Linked DNA regions of Mus musculus: regions 1 and 2 are each linked to region 3. Evidence: chromatin contacts called from public HiChIP or PLAC-seq and promoter capture Hi-C data. All regions are on one chromosome and are shown on one strand. The core of a region is the stretch at or near the end of the contact, and the rest is flanking DNA. Distances in the headings are between cores, read along the strand shown.

The links. HiChIP or PLAC-seq counts read pairs in DNA pulled down with a chosen protein or histone mark. Capture Hi-C pulls out chosen DNA fragments and counts their contacts.
Region 1: a contact with region 3 is called in a promoter capture Hi-C map of adipose tissue. The contact joins the promoter of Adgrg5 here to the promoter of Kifc3 in region 3. A contact is called at or near these places in 8 of 39 promoter capture datasets (the 3T3-L1 cell line, the C10 cell line, hematopoietic stem and progenitor cells and 3 more), 2 of 484 Hi-C or Micro-C datasets (B cells and nephron progenitors), 8 of 115 datasets of contacts at active chromatin or transcription factors (effector CD8 T cells, embryonic basal ganglia, embryonic stem cells and 3 more) and 3 of 9 other capture datasets (adipose tissue, liver and macrophages).
Region 2: a contact with region 3 is called in an HNF4G HiChIP or PLAC-seq map of pancreatic cancer cells. The contact joins the enhancer-like site here to the promoter of Kifc3 in region 3. A contact is called at or near these places in 1 of 39 promoter capture datasets (hippocampal neurons), 1 of 15 datasets of contacts at CTCF or cohesin (large pre-B cells), 1 of 484 Hi-C or Micro-C datasets (cerebellum), 4 of 115 datasets of contacts at active chromatin or transcription factors (acute myeloid leukemia, embryonic stem cells, pancreatic cancer cells and 1 more) and 3 of 9 other capture datasets (adipose tissue, embryonic stem cells and pancreatic islet).

What each region holds. Positions count from the first base shown.
Region 1 is chr8:94,922,245-94,926,282 of GRCm38.p6, reverse strand. It overlaps Adgrg5 (adhesion G protein-coupled receptor G5), which reads right to left and starts at 2,589. Exons shown (of 12, transcript NM_001145972.1): 1 at 2,526-2,589.
Region 2 is chr8:94,952,987-94,957,304 of GRCm38.p6, reverse strand. No RefSeq gene overlaps it. Among named protein-coding and RNA genes, the nearest start is that of Gm30968, 22 kb to the left of the region's middle. Within about 2 kb of position 1,959, at least 98 of the 459 cell types and tissues checked have an H3K27ac peak or open chromatin away from gene starts, as enhancers often do. A contact at or near this core is called in acute myeloid leukemia, adipose tissue, pancreatic cancer cells and 1 more, where this site is marked.
Region 3 is chr8:95,140,849-95,144,763 of GRCm38.p6, reverse strand. Kifc3 (kinesin family member C3) reads left to right here and starts at 2,207. Exons shown (of 22, transcript NM_001372314.1): 1 at 2,207-2,332. The region is part of intron 1 of Gm31036 (a long non-coding RNA gene); the gene reads right to left.

The DNA.
Region 1 (4,038 bases), core at 1,340-3,839, 220 kb after region 3:
TGCAAACACAGACAAGTGAGATCTCTGCCATTTAATATACAAAGTGTAGCCTGGGCCATTCCGTTCTGTCTTGAAAATACATCTGGGAGAGTCTGCTCTAACTGTATCCAGGAATGCTACCTCCTCCACTACATGTGCTAATGTTATCTTACGTGTGCGTCAGAATTAACAGTTCTCTGTTAACAGCATTTAACAAGAGCAGGGAGCCTGATGTCTCTCAGCCAGTTCTAGTCTTATGATTTTGCAGCCAAGCCAGGATGTCACTCAGTGGAGCACTTGCTGATCATGACCAGGCCCTGGGTTCCATCCCCAGGACTGCAAGCAACAAAATCCAGTATTCCCAGTGTCTGTGCGGCACTTCCAACCTGTACGGGTTCCCCAGTGGTACATTGGGGTACAACATTCCTGTCATTTGCTTCTCTTACTTTCCAAGAAGTTTCCCTGATAGGAAAACCAGCCCCTGCCTAGTGCATGGGCACAAATAGTTTCTAGCTTGACATTATTTTTTAACATCACATGATCTTTTATGTGTGATGTAGAAGCATCATATTTAGTCTTTTGGTTTGGTTTGGGTTGGGTTTTGAGGCAGGGTCCCGAGGCCTAACCTGAGCTAGCCTCAAGCTCACCATGTAACTGAGGCGGGTCCCAGACTTAGTATCTTTATGCCTTCACTCCCCATGCTCTGAGACTACAGGTGCACACCTCTACGCCTCATTTTATGTCACCCTGGGGATCAAACCTAGGGTACTGTGCTTGCTAAGCAAAGCACTCTACACACTGAACTGTATCCCTAGCCCATCACTTTCCTTAATCCTGTGTGTTAACCTATAAGCCAGTCTTAAGGTAGGGATAGAATTAGGGTACTAGAGCATCATCCACTTAACTTCCTGGGGTCTCAGAGAATGGATGTGGGGCAAAGTTTGGGGGGACCAAGGAAGCCTTCAAAGGGACAACATGAACTGTTTCTATTGAGACAGCCTGGGTTATGACAGTAGAGGACCAGGTGACACAGAAAACCTCAGCTGATGGAACTCTTAGTGGAGAAACTGAAACCCCAATGGGTAGAAGAATTTGATCTCCAGGATCAGGGCCCTAAAGCCTGGTTTCCAGACCTTAGCCCTGCTGCTCCCAAGCAGAGGCACACAGAGAGGCAGCCTGACCCCATATATAACTGAAAATCAAAAGACCAGAGCTGAAGCTCACCCCATCCCCACCCCAACACCCCAGACAGAAGCTGTGGCTGCCACTTCATTCTCACGGGCAAACCTTTGCTTTTGCTTGTAACCTCCCGGTACCCACCCTGTCTCTGCCGATCAGGACCCAGGCATCATCAACCTGTCAACCCTCAGCCGTCAGGTTTCTATCTGTGCAGTTCATCACTTGAAACCCCCTTTCCTGACTTTCCAGGTGATTCTGGAAGACGGCAAGACGACATAATACCACAAAAGCCAAGCGTTTCCTTGGGGCTCAACAGCAGCCCCGTAGCCAAGCTGGGACCCAAACCTGGGCTTTCAAATTCCAAGCCAGCACCAGCAGCAACTCCCCAAAGGTGCCTGAAAAGCCAAGTGGTGGTAGGCAAGTGAGCAAGTATTTTAGGTCAGTTAAAATTGGGAGATTAAGATATACGTGAACAAGAAAAGGACCTTAGAAAGCTATGGGTTTAATAACCAGCTCCACTATTCAGTGCCCAGACTGCAAAGCACTGGCTTAAGAAACTGGCCTCAGTGACCTTCCAATTTCCTCGTGTGCAAAACTAGGCCAGAGAGACCCATTTCCCAGGGAGAGGAACTCAACCATTTCTAGGACTCTTTCCTGTGGGAATCAGCCCCTGCCCTAGGTCTAGTCCTCTAACTGTAGGCCTTGGGCAGGAATACATCTTCAGTGCATGGGGCGTAGGAGCCTCTGCTTTCCACCCAGCACAGATCTCGTACCTCAGCCACGCCAGGTCCTGCCCAGGACAATCCTCCTGCTTATACATGGCTCCTCAAACAGCCATCCCTGCTCACCACTGGCTGGGCTCTGCCTCTGGCTTTCTCTAGGTGCCCCTGGCTGGGATGAGGAATGGGCCAAGTCGATCAGCATCAAGTCACAGCCCAGAAAGATGCTGCTGTCAGCTCTTTTAGAAGTGGGCAACGGGGGCCACTGTAAACCACCAAGGAGTCTGGCCCCGCTTGTCTGGAGGTCCTTTCTCTGAGACCCTGTGTCTCCCAGGCTGCACAGGAACTTCCTCAGTTCCTATTTGCCGGGCGCAGAGCATCTTACAGTCTACCCGCTGTCACTCAAGCCTTGTGCTACACGACTCACCTCGTTTTCTATATGAGAAATCGGGATTCGGGAAAGCTACCCCCCCCCACCCCCCAGATATAATCATGGCTTAACTTCACTTCTGAAAGTAGAGGCTTCTCTGGAGTTGGAAGGAGGTGGGTCCCTAGCTTGTCACTCCTGGGATGGCATGAGATCTGTGCACCTGGGGTCTGTGGATGGGGACCAATGGGTGGGAGGGTGGAGGGGTCCAGGGGACTAACCTGTAAAGCAGTCAGCGGCAGTCACGTCCTCACTGCTGTCTCGAGATGGTCCTCTAGCTTCTGCAGGGAGAAAAGGAAGTTGAGAGGAGTTGAAAGCTGTGGCTTTTCTGTTCACCTCGGCCTACTTACTCCCGGGCTTTTCTGGCCTCCCTTCACCCTATGCTCCTGCCTCACTTCTTTTGTGGTAGCACTCTCTGTTTCCTCTGAGCTGTCGGCTAGATCAAGGTCCCCTTGGTCACACTCTGGGGGGGGGGGGGGGCGGGTGGAGGGGGGGAGACTGGGCTCAGCCTCCCCAGAAGTGCCAGGAGAGACAGACAGCATGGTGTTGTGGAGGGTTCAGGACGGTCCAGCTCTGCACCCTTGGGCAAGCTATAGCTCCTTCCTAAGTCTCAGTTTCCCCATTTATAGAAAGGGAAAATTTATATTTTTAATATATATATATTTCCTCATGTATAACAGCAATCAGACCTGCAAGTGTCATAGATGCTGAACTGATAGCCTAGAGAGGACAAGGACGCAGTTCCAGGTGGTCCAGGGCAGATCTCAGGAAGTATGGCCAGAATAGCAGGGAGAGAAAGCAGACTAGCCTCGCCTTCAGTCAGAAGTCCCACGAGCGTAGCCTATAATACCAGCTATGCTCTCTACAGAGTCCTAAAGAGACCACGGAAGTGATTCAGAGATGGGGAGCCTATCCAAATTCCCTGCAGAAAATCATAACTCAAGAACCTCTTCTGCTCCTGCGGTAGTGGGGCTGAGGGGCACAGAGACGCAGGGAAAGGAAGAAAGCACGGGTCCCAGCACAGTCTTCCTGCCCTCCACCGCTCAAGCCAGCTTCTTCACAGTCAGTTCCTCATAGCTCACAGTGGGTGTAAGGGGCTCAGAGGGAAAGGGGGCCCCACCCCAGATGCCATCAAAGGTTTTGCAGGGCCCCTGTACAATTGTGTCTCAACTCCTTGGCCAGACTCCCACTGGGTGACTTAGATAAGCATTTGCCCTTTTTGCACGTTGTTTTTTTTTTTTCCTGGCTATTGTCTTTAGTGGTGTTTGGCCTCAACCCCAGGGCCTTGTGCACGCCTCGAAAGCATCTGCTGGCTGAACCACCGCCTTAGCTCCCACACACCCATGCTTTAGTTTACTATAACCAGACGTTCACCTCCTGGCCTTTCCTAGGGAGGGTGGGGGAGGCGGTTGTCCGGGATGCCTTGGGGACTGAACCACCAACTCCTTTATGCTCCGTGGTGAGCAGCTGCACAGAAGGCCTAGGTAGAGAGCTCTGATCCCCAAGTCCCCACAACCTCTGTGTTTCCTACCTCACTGTTCCTGCCTCAGCTTAGGATGCCGGTCACCCCTGCATACAACACCGAAGAACACACTTCACTTTGGACAGTCTTATGCTCAGAAGCCAGATCAGTAGCTTCCTCGGTCCCTTGGAGGAGAAGATATTCCCATCCCTTGACAAAGGTCTCCCCACTTGTGTTTGTGTGTAGGGGATCTGTGAAGGACTATAAGCATG
Region 2 (4,318 bases), core at 710-3,209, 190 kb after region 3:
CCTGGGTTTGATTCCCAGCACTAACACCAATACACATGCACATGCACACACACACATGCATACATACATGCACACACATGCACATATACACACATGCATATACATATAATACATATACATACATATATACACACATACATACACACACGCACACATAACACATATATACACGTACACACATGCCTATACACATACATACACACATGCATATACACATACACACTTACATACACAATACACACATGCATACATACATAATACATACACATATATATACACATACACACTACATACATACATAATACACATATATACACACACATGCATATATACACTACATACATACATATACATATATACACACACATACACATGCATATACACATACATACATACACACATGCATATACACACACATACATAAACATACATACATACATACATACATACATTCATACACACATACATACATACACACATGCACACATACACACATAGTGCTGGAAAACAAAACAATAAAGGACTGATAAGAAAGAAAGAAAGAAAGAAAGAAAGAAAGAAAGAAAGAAAGAAAGAAAGAAAGGAAGGAAGAGAGAGAGAAAGAAAGAAAGAAAGAAAGAAAGAAAGAAAGAAAGAAAGAAAGGAAGGAAGGAAGAAAGAAAGAAAGAAAGAAAGAAAGAAAGAAAGAAAGAAAGAAAGAAAGAAAGAGAAAAAAACCCGAGAAGATAAAATCAGCTTCATCCCTCATCAAGATATTCTGAGTACATAAAAAAACCCCAAAAGAACCCACATGCAAAGCACTGGGCAGGTTTTCTAGTGTGTGTGTGTGTGTGTGTGTGTGTGTGTGTGTGTGTGTGTTGGCTAATGTTGGTTTCAACTTGACACACCTGGGAAAAGAGGACTTCAAAAGAAGAAACTTTCTAAATAGGACTGTGGTTATAGCCAAATGGTAGCATTTCCTAGTATGCACAAAGCCCCAGTACAGTAGGGAGATGGGCATGGAGGGAGGGAGGGAGAGAGGGAAGGAGGGAGGGAGGGAGGGGAGGAGGGAGGGAGGCTTCTCAAGCAGGCAAAGCCATACTTCATGGTTTAGGAATGTAGACACAGGTGGCAAAGTTGATATAAAACCAGGGGGACTTTTCTAAAGACTGAAACAATGCTCCGCTCTGATGCAGGGGCATTGTGGAAAGAGGACAGAGTCTGCCAGGGTGGCACCTCTTTCTTCACAAGGGTGGTGCTGACATGTGGTTTGCTGATTATTTTTGTTAAACAATATATGTACCCTGCATATTCTCTCACAAGTTCCAGCACTCGGGAGACAGAGGCAGATCTCTGTGAGTTCAAGGCTAGCCCAGGCTACATAGTGAGTTCCAGGACAGTCAAGGCTACCTACTGAGATCCTGTCTTAAAACAAACAAACAAAAATAAATAAATAAATAAATAAATAAATAAATAAATAAATAAATAAATGAAAACAAATAAATAAAGGGTAATCCTTACATTTGGGAGGTGGAAGCAGGAGGATGAGTTTAAAGCCTGCTTCAGCTACACAGCAAGTTCAAGTTCAAGTTCAAGCAGTCTGTGCTGGGACAGGGGGACCATAAACAACCTTCCACTGCAGCCCAGACAGTGAGGACCCCTGATGACATCTTTTAAGAACAGTGGTCATGGGACACTAGGACTGCTTGGTGATAGCATGATATGAAAGGCAAGCCAAGGTCAGAGGCTGCCTGAGTAGAGAGCTCTCAATGCAACAGTCACTTCCACCCAAGGACATCAAGTCATGCAAAGGACTTACAAAGGACCACTAAAGGTGTGCCTTTTTAAACATCCACACAGATCCATTTTTATTTCTTATTTCTTTGGGTTTTTAAAAGACTTTTAATTTAAAATATATGTGCCTATACGTCTGTATGAGCAACGCATGTGCCACATGAACGCAGGATCCCACAGAAGCCAGAAGAGGGTGCCAGAGCACCTGGAGCGGCCCAATGTGGCTATGAGGAACTAAAACTAAGCTCCTATCTTCTGGGAGAGAAGCAAGTGCCTTTAACCACAGAGCCATTTCTCCGACCCCTAGAGAGTCCCTTTCTAAATGATTCATCACTAATCGCTAGTGCTCTCCCCCTCACTGTTTAAATATTTGCTCATACTCCAAGTTTCATTCCTACAAAAGAGGAGGAAACTGTGGGCCACTTAGGGTTCCTGCCCTTGTATTTCCCTTCTCCCTGTCCTGTCGACTGAGCCCTTCCATTCCAGCTATAAGGAGCCCTGTGACAGGAGTGGGCGTCACACCAGAGAGGTGTTGACCTTCACCCTGATAGAAACGGCTCTTCTGGGAGCAAGCAGTTTCCAGACTGAGGAAGTTCAGGCTGCTACTCTTATTCAAACCTCCTTTTGCATGTTTCGAGAGATTCGGTTGTGTGTCTGTGCTTCCCCATAGACTGCCTGGTCTTGGCTGTGCAGAAGGCACCCAGCTGAAGCATTCACAGAAGCCGTTTTTCTCCCTGTGGGCGATGTTGGGGATTTGTACTTTGCCGTTACTTTAATTGTTTTTTCTATTAATGTGTGTGTTGTAGGGATGATGTGTGTGGGCATGGGGTGGTCATAGAAGCCACCGGATGCAAGTGGAGGTCAGAGTCCGTTCTTACCTTCTGCCTTTGTGTGGTCATTTGTGGTATTATTTGGCTCTGGTCCCAGGTAGCTGGGATTCCTGTTACAGTCCCTTGCATGGCAGGTCTGTGAGGATGCTGTAACTGCCATGCAGCTTGTGTGGCCACGTGCCCCTCTGTCAGAGTCTGCGACTACAATGACTGTGGCCGAGTTCCAAGATGCCATTCCCACTTCGTCAGTCCTCACTGGACCCCACAAGGCACAGCTTGGGCTGGTGTTCTTGGTGTCCAGAGTTCAGTAGCTCCGGGATGCTTACAGGAGGGTTGTGGCACCACAGGGCTTTAGTGTGAGCCTGAGTGAGAGGGTAACGTGGATTCTGCTCCTCACCCTTTGGTTTTACGTTGGCTGTTGTGACTGCTTGTCACTGCCTCAGCATTAAAATGCCAGAAATGACCTAGTCATTGCTCTCTTCCCTGACCTGGCTCCCAAGCGCCCCCCTCCCTCCATCACTTATCACAGTGAATTCTGTTTTTGCATCTGTCTCAGCCAGCTGCACAGCCTCACAGGAGATACATCTGAGTTTATATCCATTTCCTGTCCTGTGTTTGACTGTAGCAAACCCAGAGAAGAAGTATCTGTAGTGGTGGCAACTCTGCACAACTAACCTGCTTTGTCCCAAGTCACCCACACTTCCATAGGCAGGCCTTAGCTGAGCCTCTTGCAGGGGTGTGGCTCAGCACCCTACCATGGAGATGTCAGAGTTGTGTGGTGACAAAGAGGACTTGAGGACACAATAAGTCTGGGCTGAGTTAGGTTCTGTCGGGGACAAACCTAAACCCAGCAGTCAACCACCTCACTGGCGACCTCATCAGGGACTGGGTGAAAAGGGACTTTCCACTGAGTGCTAACCCTGTGCCTGACACATCTCCTCCTTTGGGTAGAAACTCACCATGAAGTTCTCCAAGGGGAAACCGCTCTAGAGCAAGAGACAGGTACTAAGGCTTGCTCTGGGTGGAGACCGTTCTGGCTGGTCAGTGGGCTCCTGAAGTTCTCTGAAAGGGTCTTGAAGAGGATAGGATGAAGGGAGCAAATCAGCATGAATACACACACACACACACACACACACACACACACACACACATACACACACATATATATACATACATATATATGCATATATACATACATACACACAGAGATAGATAGATAGATAGATAGATAGATAGATAGATAGATAGATAGATAGATAGATAGATAGATAGATAGATGAACATATATGCATCTTAGGGTAAGGTCATTATTTGCCCTGGAGAGAAAGAACACCATACACAACACTTGTTTACCTCTCTCTCCTGGGATCCTGTTTTAATCAGGGTTTCTACTGCAGTGATGAAACACCATGACTAAAATGCAAGTTTGGAAGGAAAGGGTCCATTTACCTTCCACTTCCACATCACTGTTTACAACTGAAAGGAGCAGGACAGGAACTCAAACAGAGCAGGATGCTGGAGGCAGGAATTGATGCAGAGGCCACGGAGGGGTGCCACTTACTGACTTGCTTTCCCTGACTTGCTCAGCTTGCTTTCCTGTAGAACCCAGGACCACCAGCCCAGGAATGTCTCCAGCCACAATGGGCTGGGCTCTCCTCCATCAATCACTAATTAAGAAAATGCCTTTCAGCGGGATCTTAAGAAGGCATCTTCTC
Region 3 (3,915 bases), core at 958-3,457:
CAGGATTTTCTGGATTGTCTTTTCTGCTTCCCTCTAGGGAAGCGCTCTTAAGCCCTTTTGTACTTCTAATAGCTGGGGGAGGGGTTTTCATGTACTTTGGGCACCTAGAGAAGCCACTGTCAACCCCTTGCCCTGCAGATACTGCCACCCCCTTGCCCTGCAGAAACAGGTGTAGGTTTTCAGTATTCTGGCCACTGCCTTTTATCTGGCTCTAGACAGCTCCACCTCTACCCTAAAGTGGGCCGGAAGCATCAAGGCCATTGGCTAGGATTCTGGGAAATCTTTCACTTTTCCCATGGTTAGGAGAGAGTTGGCAGCCTCCATTGAAACTGCCAGAGAAGTGGAGTTGGTATGCAGTTCCTGGTGACACTCTAACCAGCAGACTTTGAACTGAAATCCTCCCCTTGGCCTCCCCAGTGGCTAGAATGACAGGCCCTGTGCCACCAGGGCCAGCGGAATGTGAACTCTTAAATTCTTAATAATCATTGAACGATTAGTTTTTTCAGTTGGAGCTAGAGCCTTGCTGGGAGTTTTAAAGTGCTTCCTCCTATGGTTTCAGCCCGCCCTTCATTTTTCCTTCATTGGTGCTTCCTACATTCATACAGTGGCCCCTGTGCACAGTGCACATGTGTGCATCCCTATAGGACTTGGAGCCTCAGCTCTGACCCATTCTGAGTTTGCCTCTCCTCTCTTGAACACATGGACATAGGAGGTGCCCATCTCCTGGGCGGATCAGTGTGGAACGGGACCTTGCTGTTACAGAGCACAGTGCCAGACACTATACTCACCAGGAATAAATGGTGTCTATTATGTGCACAAGGGAAAAGGGCTGTCCTAAATGAAGTGTTGGCAGCACTTACACCCAGTGGGTGGGATCACAGTCACAAGGAACATCCATTACTTTTCTAATTGGAGAAAAGAGAACAATAAATGTTTTTATTAGTTAAAACAAAACAAAACAAAACCTGACTTTGGCTTTGCTAGAAGGAAACTGAAGTTTATGTCAGTGTCCCAATCCTTAAGGAAGACAAGGTTTCTCCTTTTATATGCAAACTTAAATGCAGGACACACCCCTTCCCCTCGAATAGAGCCTTCAATAGATGAGACAGTGCTTGCTTCCAGCTGGGGGCCTACTGGCCAGGCCTGGCCTGGCACCAGGCACCCTGTGGGGCCTAAGTCCTTGTCTCTGTTTTTGCTCCAGATTCTTGACACGTGGCTCAGCAGCGGAAGCGGGAAGCAGGCCCAGAGGAGGCAGCAAGGCCCTCCCTAGGTCTCTCCTAGGCCATTTCTGGCAAGCCTGAAGGGGTAGACCCTCACCCTCCTCAGGTTATCTGGGGACCATCAGCCTCTGCGGGACAGGCTCCTGTGGCACATTCTCCTTCCGCACTCCGGAGTGGGCATACTGGGGCTGGAATAAATGCCTCTCTGTTTGGGAGACAAAGAACAGAGTGGCTCCTTTGGGTCAGCAGTCTCTCTTGGCTGCCTGAGCCTTCTCTCCCCCAGGCCTCTTCAGTGGCTCCTAGACGCCCCAGGAAGGAGCTTTTAAAGACAGACGGTGGAGCTGTTTTGCCGGAGCTTAAGGGAATGCGTTACCTTAACAAACCCCAAGCCTGCTGCTCAAGAAAATATTTATTGGTTGGGGGTGCAGGGGTGCAGCTGGCAAGGCAGGATGCCAGGCTGGGCACAGAGAGAGGGTGCACGCCTGTGTAACAGAGCAGGTGAACGTGTGGTATGCGTGTGCTCGATCTCGCGTGCAAGAGCTTGTGTGAGGAAATGTATTAAGATGTGAGTCTGTGTGTGTGTGTGTGCCAGTTGTGTGTGGATCCTAGCTGGCGTGCGTGAAACTTCTGCACCTGGGTTTGGGGTGGAGTACAAACCGTTTTGAGGGTGAGTGTTAACGTTAACTCCTGGGTAGGAGTAATGGGTGAGGGCGAGTGTGCAGGTACGCGGTGTGCAGTGGAGGGTGTGAGCCAGCTCGGAAGGGGCAGGCAAGGTGCGCCTGGGCTCGTGCACCAGTGGGTGTGCGCACAAGGGTGTACCAGCCTGTGTCGGGTGGATGGGTAGGATAAGAGGGGAGGCATGCGCCTGGGGTGGGCGCGTGCGCGAGAGTGCGCGTGCCCCCCTCCCGAGCCCGTTACCATGGGAACGCGCCGCGGCCTGAGTTAATCATTTCCTGTGGAAAGTGCGGGAGGGGCGGGCACGGGGCGGGCCAAGGAGGCAGCGGCGGCGGCGTGGAGCTGCCTCGCGCGGGCGGGCGGGCCGGAGCCGGCCGGAGCGGGCCGAGCCCGGGGCGCTGCGGTGGCGGCGCTGGGATCCTGTCTCCGCTAGGCCGGTGAGTCGGGTCCCGGCAGGCTGGGGGTGGAATGGGACGGGCTCCTCCCGGCGCTCCTGCTGGGCGCCGCGCCCGCCCTGCCTGAGGACCCCCTCTTTCCCCGACCCGGTGGGTGTTGCGATCAGGCCCCAAGAGACCCGGCTGAGCGCGGGGCTCCCACTGTATTGGTCCAACCGGAGGATCTTGCAGAGACCTGGGCGTGAGGGTGGCACAGCCTCTGGGGTAGCGCCACCAAGACCGACTCCTTGGAGGGGGAATGTGCAGTGCCTACCTGGGAGCTGCGGGTCAACCAGTGAACCCCCTCCCCCTGCAAGGGTCGCTTCCAGGAAGGCTACTGTTTGGGCCCTCCCTCTGTGTCCCCCGAGTAGTTCTCCCCCATCCCCCGGGCAAGGCCCGAGGTGGGGTGCGGCAGCCCCTAGGTTAGGAGGGAGGGCCTCAGAAATACCCTCTCAAGCTGAGAGGGATCAAGTCATTGACAGCTGCGGCTGAGGAATCCCTGCAGGGAGGGGAGCCCAGAAGCTGTCTGTCCCCTCAGCCTTTCCACTGCAAGTAACAGGAGAACTCTGGCTGACACAGTGAAAGGCCGGGTCCTGAGACATTTTAAAGAGGAAGCTGGATTTAAATTCTTAAGTAGTATTTGTCACCCTTCCAAAACATACACACACACTTTAATGCATTTCTCAAGCTTGGGCCTTGGGACTACCCCTAGCTTCACCTTCCTTAGTGTCCTTCTGCCCCAGACTGGGTAAATGCCCTTCCTAGTCTGGTAGGACTTATTCCCCATGCCCTTCATAAAGGGGCAGTCTCCTTGGCTAGAGAGAGTCATTTGCTAGGAATGCAGTCCCAGAATGGTTTTGTGTATTGGAGTGGTTGGACTTCAGGGTTTGGGGATGGTAAGTTCTGCTGTCTGTATGGGTACCAGAGAGCAGAAAATTTGAAATCTGGATGCACCAGAACATGTGTGTGCCAGGGATACCCTAACCCAGTCTAGCCATGCCCCCTCCCCCAAATGCTCACCCAGGAGAACTAAGCTATCCCCTGCAGTGGTGTATAGGTGACTATGAGGTCTACACACACACACACACACACACACACACACACACACACAGAGAGAGAGAGAGAGAGAGAGAGAGAGAGAGAGAGTGAGTCTTTGCCCTGTCTCTGGTTTAAGACAGGAGGAAGGCAGATCTACCATCCTTAGCTAAACCCAGAGAAGCACATGCCCCTCCCCCAAACAGCTTCCGCATTCACCCACCAATGGGACAGTTTACCAAGAGATAGCAGCATCTTGGGCCCTTTGCCTGTGTCCATACTTCATATGTGTATTTTCTGATGTCAGCCCTGAGAAGTACAGTTTTCACCACTTGATACATGAAGATGATAAGGCAAAGAGCAGGTAATTAATTCTTCTAGGTGGCGGAGCCAAGGTCTGACCTAGCCCATAGCTCTACTGCATGATTTCCAGGTCACTAGAGGTCCCAGGACCCCAGACCTAACACCTGTGTAAGGAGATGATGCACTTGTCTCTTGGCCTAGAACCCTGGGCTTGTTTGAGATTCCTTGATACTCCTGACCTCACACCC